Linked DNA regions of Mus musculus: region 1 is linked to region 2. Evidence: chromatin contacts called from public HiChIP or PLAC-seq data. All regions are on one chromosome and are shown on one strand. The core of a region is the stretch at or near the end of the contact, and the rest is flanking DNA. Distances in the headings are between cores, read along the strand shown.

The links. HiChIP or PLAC-seq counts read pairs in DNA pulled down with a chosen protein or histone mark.
Region 1: a CTCF HiChIP or PLAC-seq map of the NIH/3T3 cell line shows a contact between it and region 2, with 8 read pairs. The contact joins two enhancer-like sites. A contact is called at or near these places in 1 of 15 datasets of contacts at CTCF or cohesin (the NIH/3T3 cell line), 13 of 484 Hi-C or Micro-C datasets (LSK cells, the Patski cell line, embryonic fibroblasts and 9 more), 1 of 115 datasets of contacts at active chromatin or transcription factors (PVALB interneurons) and 2 of 9 other capture datasets (embryonic stem cells and pancreatic islet).

Annotation. Positions count from the first base shown.
Region 1 is chr15:71,888,992-71,893,948 of GRCm38.p6, reverse strand. Col22a1 (collagen, type XXII, alpha 1) reads left to right here. Exons shown (of 64, transcript NM_027174.1): 37 at 1,710-1,763; 38 at 3,357-3,461; 39 at 4,388-4,432. Among named protein-coding and RNA genes, the nearest start is that of Col22a1, 140 kb to the left of the region's middle. Within about 2 kb of position 3,143, at least 36 of the 459 cell types and tissues checked have an H3K27ac peak or open chromatin away from gene starts, as enhancers often do. A contact at or near this core is called in the NIH/3T3 cell line, where this site is marked.
Region 2 is chr15:71,448,270-71,453,813 of GRCm38.p6, reverse strand. Fam135b (family with sequence similarity 135, member B) reads left to right here. Exons shown (of 20, transcript NM_177819.3): 17 at 1,327-1,478; 18 at 3,281-3,391; 19 at 5,030-5,143. Among named protein-coding and RNA genes, the nearest start is that of Fam135b, 280 kb to the left of the region's middle. Within about 2 kb of position 2,518, at least 3 of the 459 cell types and tissues checked have an H3K27ac peak or open chromatin away from gene starts, as enhancers often do. A contact at or near this core is called in the NIH/3T3 cell line, where this site is marked.

The sequences.
Region 1 (4,957 bases), core at 1,894-4,393, 440 kb before region 2:
CTCTCCTGCATTGCTCTGCTTCTCCTCAAACTAACTCTAGCAATCTGTTCTAATCTTCTGGCTTCTTCTCTCTGGCTTGTTCTGTCTTCACCTGGGTCTAGCTTGTTCTCTCTGCAACCTGTCTCTGTACAACTGGCCAGGTAAAACTGCCTCCTTTCTCTCTCTGCACTGTCCCGTAAGTAGCTCCCCTTTCCTCTCACTTTTTGTAAGAGCTGGGCATATCCTATTCTGTCAAATCTTTCTCTGACTCATCAGTCTTCTGCCACCCAGTTAGATATCACTTTCAAAGATATGTTCTCCCTTCTACAAACTAACTTTACTTTACCCTTTGTTATTTGGGACCAAAGGTGTGAACTAAGGGTGAGTCACACCATAACTAGACACAGGTTTCTTCCTCCCTCCCTCCCTCCCTCCCTCCCTCCCTCCCTCCCTCCCTCCCTCCCTCTCGCTCTCTCTCTCTCTCTCTCTCTCTCTCTCTCTCTCTTTCTTTCTTTCTTTCTTTCTTTCTTTCTTTCTTTCTTTCTTTCTTTCTTTCTTTCTTCAGTAAATTGTGCAATCTTGGTGTTCACAGTGTGATCAAAGATCCTGCCACAAGGCCAGGCTTCCTCACTTCTAAACCTTCCCAGGTGTCTGTGACTCCATGGACAGATGCGTGGCATTTAGATTTTTAATGCATGACTCGGATGTGTTTGTTTATTTATCCACACAAGCCTGTTCGGTAGATCTGACCTCATTTTATGCAGGAGGCAATGGAGGCAGGAAGGGACTGAGTCCTGGGGAAAGTGGTTGAAGTAGCTCTTTGCTGTATAGTCCTTCTTTCACCACTTTACATACATAATTAGTGCCAACCAATCCTGATTTCTTTTGCCCATTTTATCTAGCGTTTGGAGAGCATTCTGTCTAGTCAGGCATAGAAAGGGGCCCGAATTGTCACCTGAAGTAGCTCTTGGGTGACAAGGGAAGAAACAGCCCATCTATTTAAATATAACAAAATGATTTCTTTGTGTATGGATGTTTGACTGCATGCACATCCTTGTAACACTGTGTGCTAGTGCCTGTGCAGGCCAGAAGAGGGTTTCAGAGATCCTGGAGGTGGAACTATATGTAGTTGCGAGACACCATGCAGGTGTTGGGAATTGAGTACTTATTGCTCCGGTTTCTCTTGAAGGGCAGTGAGTGCTCTTAACCACGGACCCATCTGTCCATCCCTGGTAGCCTAGTTCTTTGCTCCAAGGTGAGGTAACCCTGCAGGGTGTCCTTGGTATTCTCCACAGTCCTCAACAGGGCCGAGCTCCAGTTGTCAGTGTCACTAGCTAGCTGTTCTCTTTCTCATGACCATAAGTTCCCCACTGCTGTGTCCGCACAGTGTTTATCCTCAAGTTTTCCTTGAGGTGTTGGGGAGAACCCCACAGACACTAAAAGAGTAGATCTCTGACGCCAAGTCAGATTTTTGAGTTTAAGGAAACCTTGGTGCCAGTCCTCGCTTGGTCTGCTTACCCAAAGACTAAGGCTGTTGAGGACAAGCACTCAGCAGACCATACCTGTTTTGTTGTTATAAGCTCCAGGACCAGACTCAGGCAAGGACATGGGCATCAGTCAGTTTAAGACTGGATGGGGGAACATGTGAGCAGAAGTGAAAGGGGCCTGTTGACATAACCCTGGGGGCTAATGTCCATCAAAAAACTGTGAATAACCTTTCTTATTTTCAGGGTTCTCCTGGTGTCAGGGGTGCCCCTGGGAAAGATGGGGAGCGTGGAGAGAAGGTAAGAGGGATGTAGATTGCAGAAAGGCATCTGTTGTTTTAGGCTTCACTGGGCCAGTGGGTGAGGAACTCAAACTGCTCAGGACTGGTTTAGGACCCAGGCATCAGAAGGGATTATATGGCTGAGAGGGGAACGTAAGCTCTCATATCCTCTCACCTTCATTGCTCACCGGGGGTTCAGAGCAATGTCCCCTTTACAGTTGTAGACAGAAGCTCTGAGGGACTTTATTTGCTCTATATCTCAGGGCTGGTGAGCAGCAGATCTGGATCTCAGGGTATACTCCACTTTTAATTCAGTGATCCACTTATCCACTGAGCATCATGGTTTCCAGGGAACCCTTCCCAAGCCTGGGAAAGTGTTTTGCTTATTATATCGAAGAGGGAGACAAGATCCCTCTTTTTATCAACTAGAAAGAGCCCACAGGCTTAGGAAGAACAAGGCATCCTGTGCAGTCCCTCTGCACATTGCTCTGACATGGCTGTGTGCTTTAAGGAAGGTTCTCATCCATGCTATCGATGCTGAGGCAAAGCTTGGCAAACCCATGGTGTTCATCGGTACCCAAAGGAGAGTTTGAGTTTCAGACTCATCAAAGGCTGGTTCCATGTCCGAGTTGTGGGCCTCTGAAATAGGGTCAGAACAGTGGTTTTCAGTAGGAACAGTCCCACCTCCTCATGACATTTGGTGATCCCTGTGCCAAGGAGAGGAGCTGCACCTAGCTTAGCATATACAGAACAGGATCCTCCCTCAACTATCACAAAACACAGGGAAGGATACTGTCCGAAACACTCACAACAGACAAGGTTCAGCCATACTCAGTGTCAACAAGACCAAGGCTGAGAAACCATCACCCTAGCAAATGGCACTCTCTCTACACTTGAATTTGCTTAGCTGTGAAGAGAGGATGGCATAAGGAGCTTTGGTCCACGCATATGAACATCACCCCAAGGACTGTAGGCAGGGGCATGGCCTGGGGAGAGAATATGTGACAAGGAGGTGATAGTGTGGTGTCATTTCTCCAGATGTGTTATCTACAGCAGTCTACACAACTGCCCAAATGTGGCTGGTGCCTTATATAGGATCTCACTCTGTGGCTCATGCCAGCCTTTAACCCCCTCTGCAGTTTATGCCAGCTTCGAATTTGTGGCAATTCCCCTGCCTCAGCCTCCCAAATGCTGGGATTAGAGGTGAGGGCCACTCCAAATTCATCAAGTAGATTATTTCTAATCTAATTTTAAAAGGGATATATTCAAATTATATTTCTGTGTGCTGTTGGCCTATATGACCTCTCGGGGGAGCCAAACACCTTCTCTTGACTGTGTGGGAAAACAATCATGACTGTTGTTAGAGAAGGAGATAGAGACAGGGAGGGTGAGGCTTGGTGGAGGCTCTGCTGGGGGAAAGGACTTCAGCATGTGAATGTGGGGAACAGAGTTCAACTTCTCACTTCCACTGAGCAGTCTGTCTTCTGATGCTTCAGAGAGGGACAGACAGCTCAGGAAGCCACTGCCACACACAGGCTCAGGCTGATTAGCCGTTGGATAGCAGAGTTCTGCCTGCTGCTAATGCTCATCAAGGTCCTCTTTTTGTCCCCAGGGAACAGCAGGGGAAGAAGGCAGCCCAGGGCCAGCTGGTCCACGGGGAGATCCTGGTGCTCCTGGTCTCCCAGGGCCACCAGGAAAGGGCAAGGATGGGGAGCCGGTAAGTGGTGGGCTGACATGCTTTGAGCTTTTGGAAGCCAGGCTGACAGGGGAGAAGAGAACAGAGCAAAAGCAAAGACTTATTTTAGAAAGCAAGCCCTAGGTGATGCACAAGATGTCTCTTGGCCCAGGGACATAGTCCTGTCGTCAATCAGCGTGCTTAAAAATAACAAGAAAGTAGAAAACTTTCAGTGTTTCCTAACTCATGAATTACTGCTGAAATCTGTGACTTAATCCTTTCAGCCTGTGGTTGACCACAGGAAACTGGATCCCTGGCAGGGCAAAACTGCAAATGGGCACACAGGGTAGCTGTACACTAAGCCAGCTCGTAGCACACGGGGTTCTGGCTGCAGGCTCAGGATCCAAGGGAAACAAACAAGTTTCAGAGTACCCAGTGGTGGTTGTGGCACACACACACACACACACACACACACACACACACACACACACACACAGAGAGAGAGAGAGAGAGAGAGAGAGAGAGAGAGAGAGAGAGAGAGAGAGGATTCTTGGTCCACACTGAGCTCCTCCAGCCAAAAATAGACTTACATTTCAAGTGTGTGTATGAGTGCCTTTACTAGGCCAAGCTCATCAGCTAGAAATGGAGTCCCTATCCAGAGTGTGATAAAGAAGGAGACTAGGTTTAGGGGTCATGGGGTCAAGTGAGCCTGGCTTTGAAGCTTGATCTTGCTGCTTCCTTTTGGGTGGCCTTAGCATGGAGACCAGAAGTAGAAAAACACAATAAGGAACAGTGACACTTGTGTTTGTCCAAATAAGGTCAGGAGGTGGCAGAGTCGGGAATCACACCCAGGACCTATGATGGAATGTACTCACATTGCTCTCCAACTACTGCTCCAGCAGAGGGCAGCAACCTGGTATGTGTTGAGTGGTTCAGCTCTCATGGATCTATGTTGTTCATTTCAACAGGGACTACGTGGACCACCTGGGTTACCTGGTCCCTTAGGAATCAAGGTGAGTGCTTGTCTAAGCAAATTGGAGATGGTACCTGTGACCACTTAGAGGGTATGTACTTTTTTGTTTTTATTTTTTTGTTTTTTTTTTTTTTGGTTGTAAGCATCTCTGGTTACCTCAACCCCTCCCACATTTTTTCATACAGGAATTCTTGAGATGGTGATGTACTACCCACAGCAGTAACACTGATTAAATTATTAGAAAAGTACTGTTTTTCACCCGGCCTAGCCAAGGGCTAAGTCTTCTCTTGGGGTGTGTGTGTGTTGGGGTGGGGTCCTGGTCTAGTCAGGGATAGCAATATTATCCTGGTATTTCTCTGTCTTTCCCCAAAGCCTTGGCATACATGATGAGTAGGGATAGAGAGGGAAGATGATGTTAGGAAAATGTTTGGGGCCAGCACTGGAAATTGGTTATTATGTCCAGCCACCAAATTCTAGTGATGTTCATGACAAGAAGGCCGGAGAATATCAACTTAGTTGCATACCCAAGAGGAAGAAGAAAATGGATGAACACCAGCCAAACTCT
Region 2 (5,544 bases), core at 1,269-3,768:
ATGGGTGACCTGTTTTTGAATGTTTGTCATATATGAACCTTAAGAGTCTCCTGGGAGCCACTGTGATAGCTGAACTTTTGGCTCTTAATGAACCTGGTTACTCTGAGGCAGGAGGAAATGCGTGAGTGAGTATCTAGTCTGGCTTATCACCTATATATCTCTCGTAATATCTCTCATAAGAATAAATATGTTGCTACTACTCAGTAAGACTCTTAGAATTAATATAACAATCTCTAGGCTTGAATTCATGTTAGAATTCTCACAAGTTTAGGCTTTGCCATGTACTGAGTGTGTAACTTTATGAAAGCTTTTCAAATCTTTCAACCTGCATTTTTGACATCTTAATTGGATTGTCAGGAAATAGACATACTAGAATCCCAAAGGAATCTCCTGTCCATTTAAAGGGGTTCAGCCAGTGCCAAATGTATCCTTACAATATGGAATAAACATTTATCTAAATATTTAGAAAACCTGGGATAAAGGAAGCAGCCTGCATTTTTCTTTAGCATATAGATGCATCAACATAGGACTAAGGTCAAGGTATCAGTAAGTCTGTTTTTAGTCTTCAGAGGTAGGGTATACTATATTTATTCCACAAATAAGGAGTTTCTTTTTAGAGGTTTGGTTTTGATGATGGGACACAGTTCAGGCACTCCAACTGTGTAGGCTAACACCTTTATCTTTACTTTGCTGGTGTTATACTTATTGTGAGAGGAGGTAAGGCAGCATGCCTATCATGATATAGTGTTTTGATAAATAGTTAATTGAAATATGAATGACATATTGAATTTATGGATCTGAAGGAAGCAGGAATCTTGAACAGGGCATGTAGGAAGATAGCCAGTCAGTCAGTGTAAGTGGGGGCAGGCAGCTCAATACCTGTGCAGAGAGATGAGGGGACGAGTGGAGTCAGAGCAGTAATTGGAGCTGAGGTTAATAGTCTCTTAGGAAAGTGTAAGGGTCCAGTATTTTAGTTTGAAGGGACCAGGAGAGCACAATATTTAGATATATAGACTTGAGTAAGGACTCCATGCTGTCACTAGATGGGCTTAGAAGAGGCCCGAGAACCAAAGATCAAGGGGAACTGCTATAGTAATAGAGATCTGAGGCAAACACAGCCATTCTCCCACAGCTCTCCATACTGACATAGAGCTCCCATTCCCAAGCGCCAGATGAAAACCAATCCATAGTCCTCATGTATTGTGCTAGGGCCTCTGCACCTGGGGAGGTGGACAGTGCTAAGACCTTGGTCTTTCTCATCCCAATCTGTTCCTGAGCATCAGTCCCCTGTTGTCATTGACAAGTGTCATTCCTGCCTCTAAACAGCTTCATCGGCCATTCTCTTGGCAACATTATCATCAGATCCGTCCTTACAAGACCCCGGTTCCGGTATTACCTCAACAAACTCCACACATTCTTGTCATTGTCTGGACCTCACCTGGGGACTCTGTACAACAATAGCACCCTGGTTAGTACTGGTAAGTCTTCTACACCCTCATTACTCTCCAAAATTTATCAGAGGCATCAGGAACTTAGAGCTGGAGACAGAAGTTATAGATGAAATATTATAACTCTCACAAATGGATGAAAGTTGGGGGTTGGGGTATGAAGATTCAGTATAGAAATGTGGTACATATACACAATGGAATTTTTATTCAGATACAAAGGAAATGAAATGAAATGATGAAATTTGAAAATATAACCAGACAGAACTGAAAAATAGCATGTTAAGCTAATACCCAAGGCCAGATGGACAAACACTGTGTGTTTGCTCTCACTTGTGGAAGCTATTTTCTAATTGTTGAATTTGACTAAGGCCTCTTACCCTATAATATTCATTAGCTCTCTCTGAAATCAAGATGTTTGTCTACATGCATATGCCATATGAGTATACATGTTTCTAGTGTGTATATTATATGAATGTATATAAACACATATGTTTGCATATATGTATAAACATGCATGTAATGTATTTATTCATATTTCTTTTTTAGTATCTATTTCTGATTGCTTCTATGACACTTACAGATACCAAAAGTTATAAATTCTTAAGTCTGTCATGTAAAGTCCCATAGTTTGTTTGTTTCTTTCTTTTTTAAAGTTTTTTGTTGTTGTTGTTTTTTCGAGACAGGGTTTCCTCTGCATAGCCTTGGCTGTCCTGGAACTCACTTTATACCAGGCTGGCCTGGAACTCAGAAATCTGCCTGCCTCTGCCTCCCAAGTGCTGGGATTAAAGGCATGCGCCACCACTGCCCAGCTCATAGTTTCTACATGTAACCTAGACAAACCTTTTCATACTTTATATCATCTCCAGACTGATTTAATTCCTAAAAAATTACAAGTGTTATATAAGAAATTGAAGCACAATGTTGTCTATGGTTGATATCTAGAAAAAACCCCTGCATGTGCTCAGTCGATACAACTATTGAAAAAATACTTTTAATCCTTGGTGTACTGACCCTGCAGATGGGGAATTTCCCTGCACAGAGATCTGACTCACATGGGTGTGCTCATGCTGCATACATTCATGGTTGTGTAAGTGGGTGAACGCATGTTGAGAATTAAAAAGGAAAGTTACAAGGCAAACTCACCAACCCGTGTTCTGGGTCATTCATTCCTTGGTTGGTGATACATAGTGTCCCCTTGTAAGCATTTACTTACACATTGCATTGTCTCTGTAAATCTATTCTAGTTTTCTAGTCTATGGACCTGAATTGGGTACCATTTCCTTTGGCTTCCCTCACTGAAGGAGCCCAAACAGAGATCACAGAATGCCTTGTTTTATCAACTAAGAAACCTGTTGCTATATCATTTTTCAGAACAATTTTATACTTCTGTTACCAATTCTCAATTTTGGGACTGAGGCATGAATCATAGATAAGAACCTTGGCTGCATATGTATAAGGATGTGGATTCAAGTCTCTAGTACTCTCGAAGAAATCCATGTGTGCCCCTCCACAGCTGTAAGCCCAATGCTCTGGGGAGAGGAGATGGAGATGGGAAGGGTCCTAGGGCTTGCTGCCCTCAGCCTTCCTCAGTGTTCAATAAAATAAGTGTGGTAGATCAGGTATCTGATATTCATTAGACACCTGATATTCTTGTCTCTGTGCACACTCACACCTAATACCCATACAACCCAAAATTAAAACAAACTATACAAAATTTAACTCTTAATTTTCTGATAAATTTCTCATTGCTCTCTTTATTTAAAGCTAACTGAAAAATATCTTCTCTGGCTTTGTTTTGTCCTGTTTTTAAATCTTCATTTCTCTTTGCCTAGGTTTGTGGCTCATGCAGAAACTGAAGAAATCTGGCTCCCTTTTGCAGCTGACCTTCAGGGATAATGCTGATCTGCGCAAATGTTTCCTTTACCAACTTAGCCAAAAAACAGGTGTGTGATTTGCTTGTCACCTGAGGTTGAGAGTTGAAAACAGAACATCCCTGATGCTGTGTTCATTTGTTTCTGTGAGGTATAGTGAGATGTCTAGCGGTGTCTCTTCAACCTGCTGAGGGGATCAGCACGTCAGCATGCCTCAAACATACTCTGTGTGACACAGCGTGTATAGGGTCAATGCAGTGCCCAGAAGCTGTGACTTCTATTTCCTGTCAGTCATGTAGTGTACTATGCTGACAGGCCCAGTACTGTGTTTCCCCTTCACCTGTGTAGATCCATCCTCAAAAAGAGTGAGTAGAGTATTGTATGTGTTCCCACAGGAGCCTCCTTTTATATTTCCCCCCACCCTGTGATGATAATGCAAAGAGTAGCGTAAAAACTCAGCCTAGATCATAGAGACCACAGTAGAGGAAAGCATCAATCATGGACCACTTGTCCATGTCTGCGAAGGGAGCAGGGCCACCAACTAATTGGCCTACACAGCACTGCTGCACAACAGGCCTGCCCAGATGCATCATATAATCACGTGTTGATACCCCTGGATCCGATTCATTTATAGCCTGTACTTTTATACCTTTGTCTCTCTGGGCCAAGAGGACATATTCAGATAAATCCTGTGGGAAGAAAGAGAGGTAGAACTAGGCATACAAATATGGCGAATTGCAAAGATGTCAACAAAGAGGTCTCAGCTTGCTTCAGCCATGGAGAGGTGAAGAGCTAACATCCTGTTACAATGTTGTACTGAAGTTGATTATGGGGTTACCTTGATCCTTCCTGGGCCCATATCAGCCAGCCATTGCCCTGAATTCTGCCCCAGTGTGTGATGCTGAGCTGTGATATTGGATATGGATGTGGGGACCTATAGAGTGAGGGTCAGCCTTGAGCTGTCAGCCAATATCTTGTTCGGCTAAGGGTAAGGTAGACAAGTTAGTAGGATAGGTAGGGCAAGAAGAGCTCCATCTGGAGGCGAAGGCTGCATGTGGTATGCCATGCTCTGTCCCAGCTGTCGATGATGAACACTGAAGGCTGCATCACTGTGCTGAGCTGACATTTGAGCTAGGAGATCTTGTATTCTCCCTGTGGGTGACAATGTAGGAAGGCAACACTGGAAAAAACAAGGCTGGAGGGGTTGAAGCTGGAGGAAGCAAGGCTGGAAACAGGCAAGGGGCCTGGAGGCTGCTTTGCTGCTGCATGTGACAGTAAAATTAGGAAGTCAGAAATAAAGGGAAATAGTAAAAAACTTTTTCTCATGGGCTTTATAATTTTCTAGCCCATGGAGGCATGTTTTGTTCTCAGGGCTAGGCACCCTTCTTTGCTTTCCTGCATGTTCACAGTGAAACTCCCATGAGCCTCCTTGACTTCTATTACTCTTAAGGTCAAGAAATTTATCTTATGTCCAAACCACAAGAGCCCCAATATACTGAGTTCCTTTGTTAGCTTCCCACAGGTGCCTGATAAACCTCCTTGCAACTGTATTTGGTAGGACTCAGATCAACAGCCCCAAGCAAAGGCACAACACTCTGTCGGGTATCTTCATGCCCTTTTCTGGGAAAGACCTCAAAATGTATACAACTCAGAGACTGTGTCTGTATAAAGGGCTTGGGTAGAAAGTGGTCACCTTCCTTCTTGTTACAGGGCTGCAGTATTTTAAAAACGTCGTTCTGGTTGCTTCTCCCCAAGACCGCTATGTGCCATTTCATTCAGCCAGGATTGAAATGTGTAAAACCGCCCTCAAGGACAGACACACAGGTAAGTAAGCTATAGGTCCTCTTGAAAGGGACTTTCTCATTTTCAAAGTGAAAGTACATTTATGAAATCCTGAGTACATTTATGAGCAACAGCTGGGCTCTTGCTGAGGTTAGCACACTGCTGCACTGATTCTAGAATGGAATGGTGGTATGAGCACACAGTCTGGGTACACACACACACACACACACACACACACTCCTGGTAACAGTATAGATTATCTTCTTTATGTGATATGAGCATCCATTTGCTTGTCAGATGACTGGAAATGGTAATCTCAGTTTGTATGTTGTCCATGAAAAATAGAATGAACACAGACTTGGGAAATGGGCTCTACCCTCTATGCCCTCCTCTATGCCCTCTATGCTTTTTATGGCCTCTATGGGCTTATTTTCCAAGGAGAG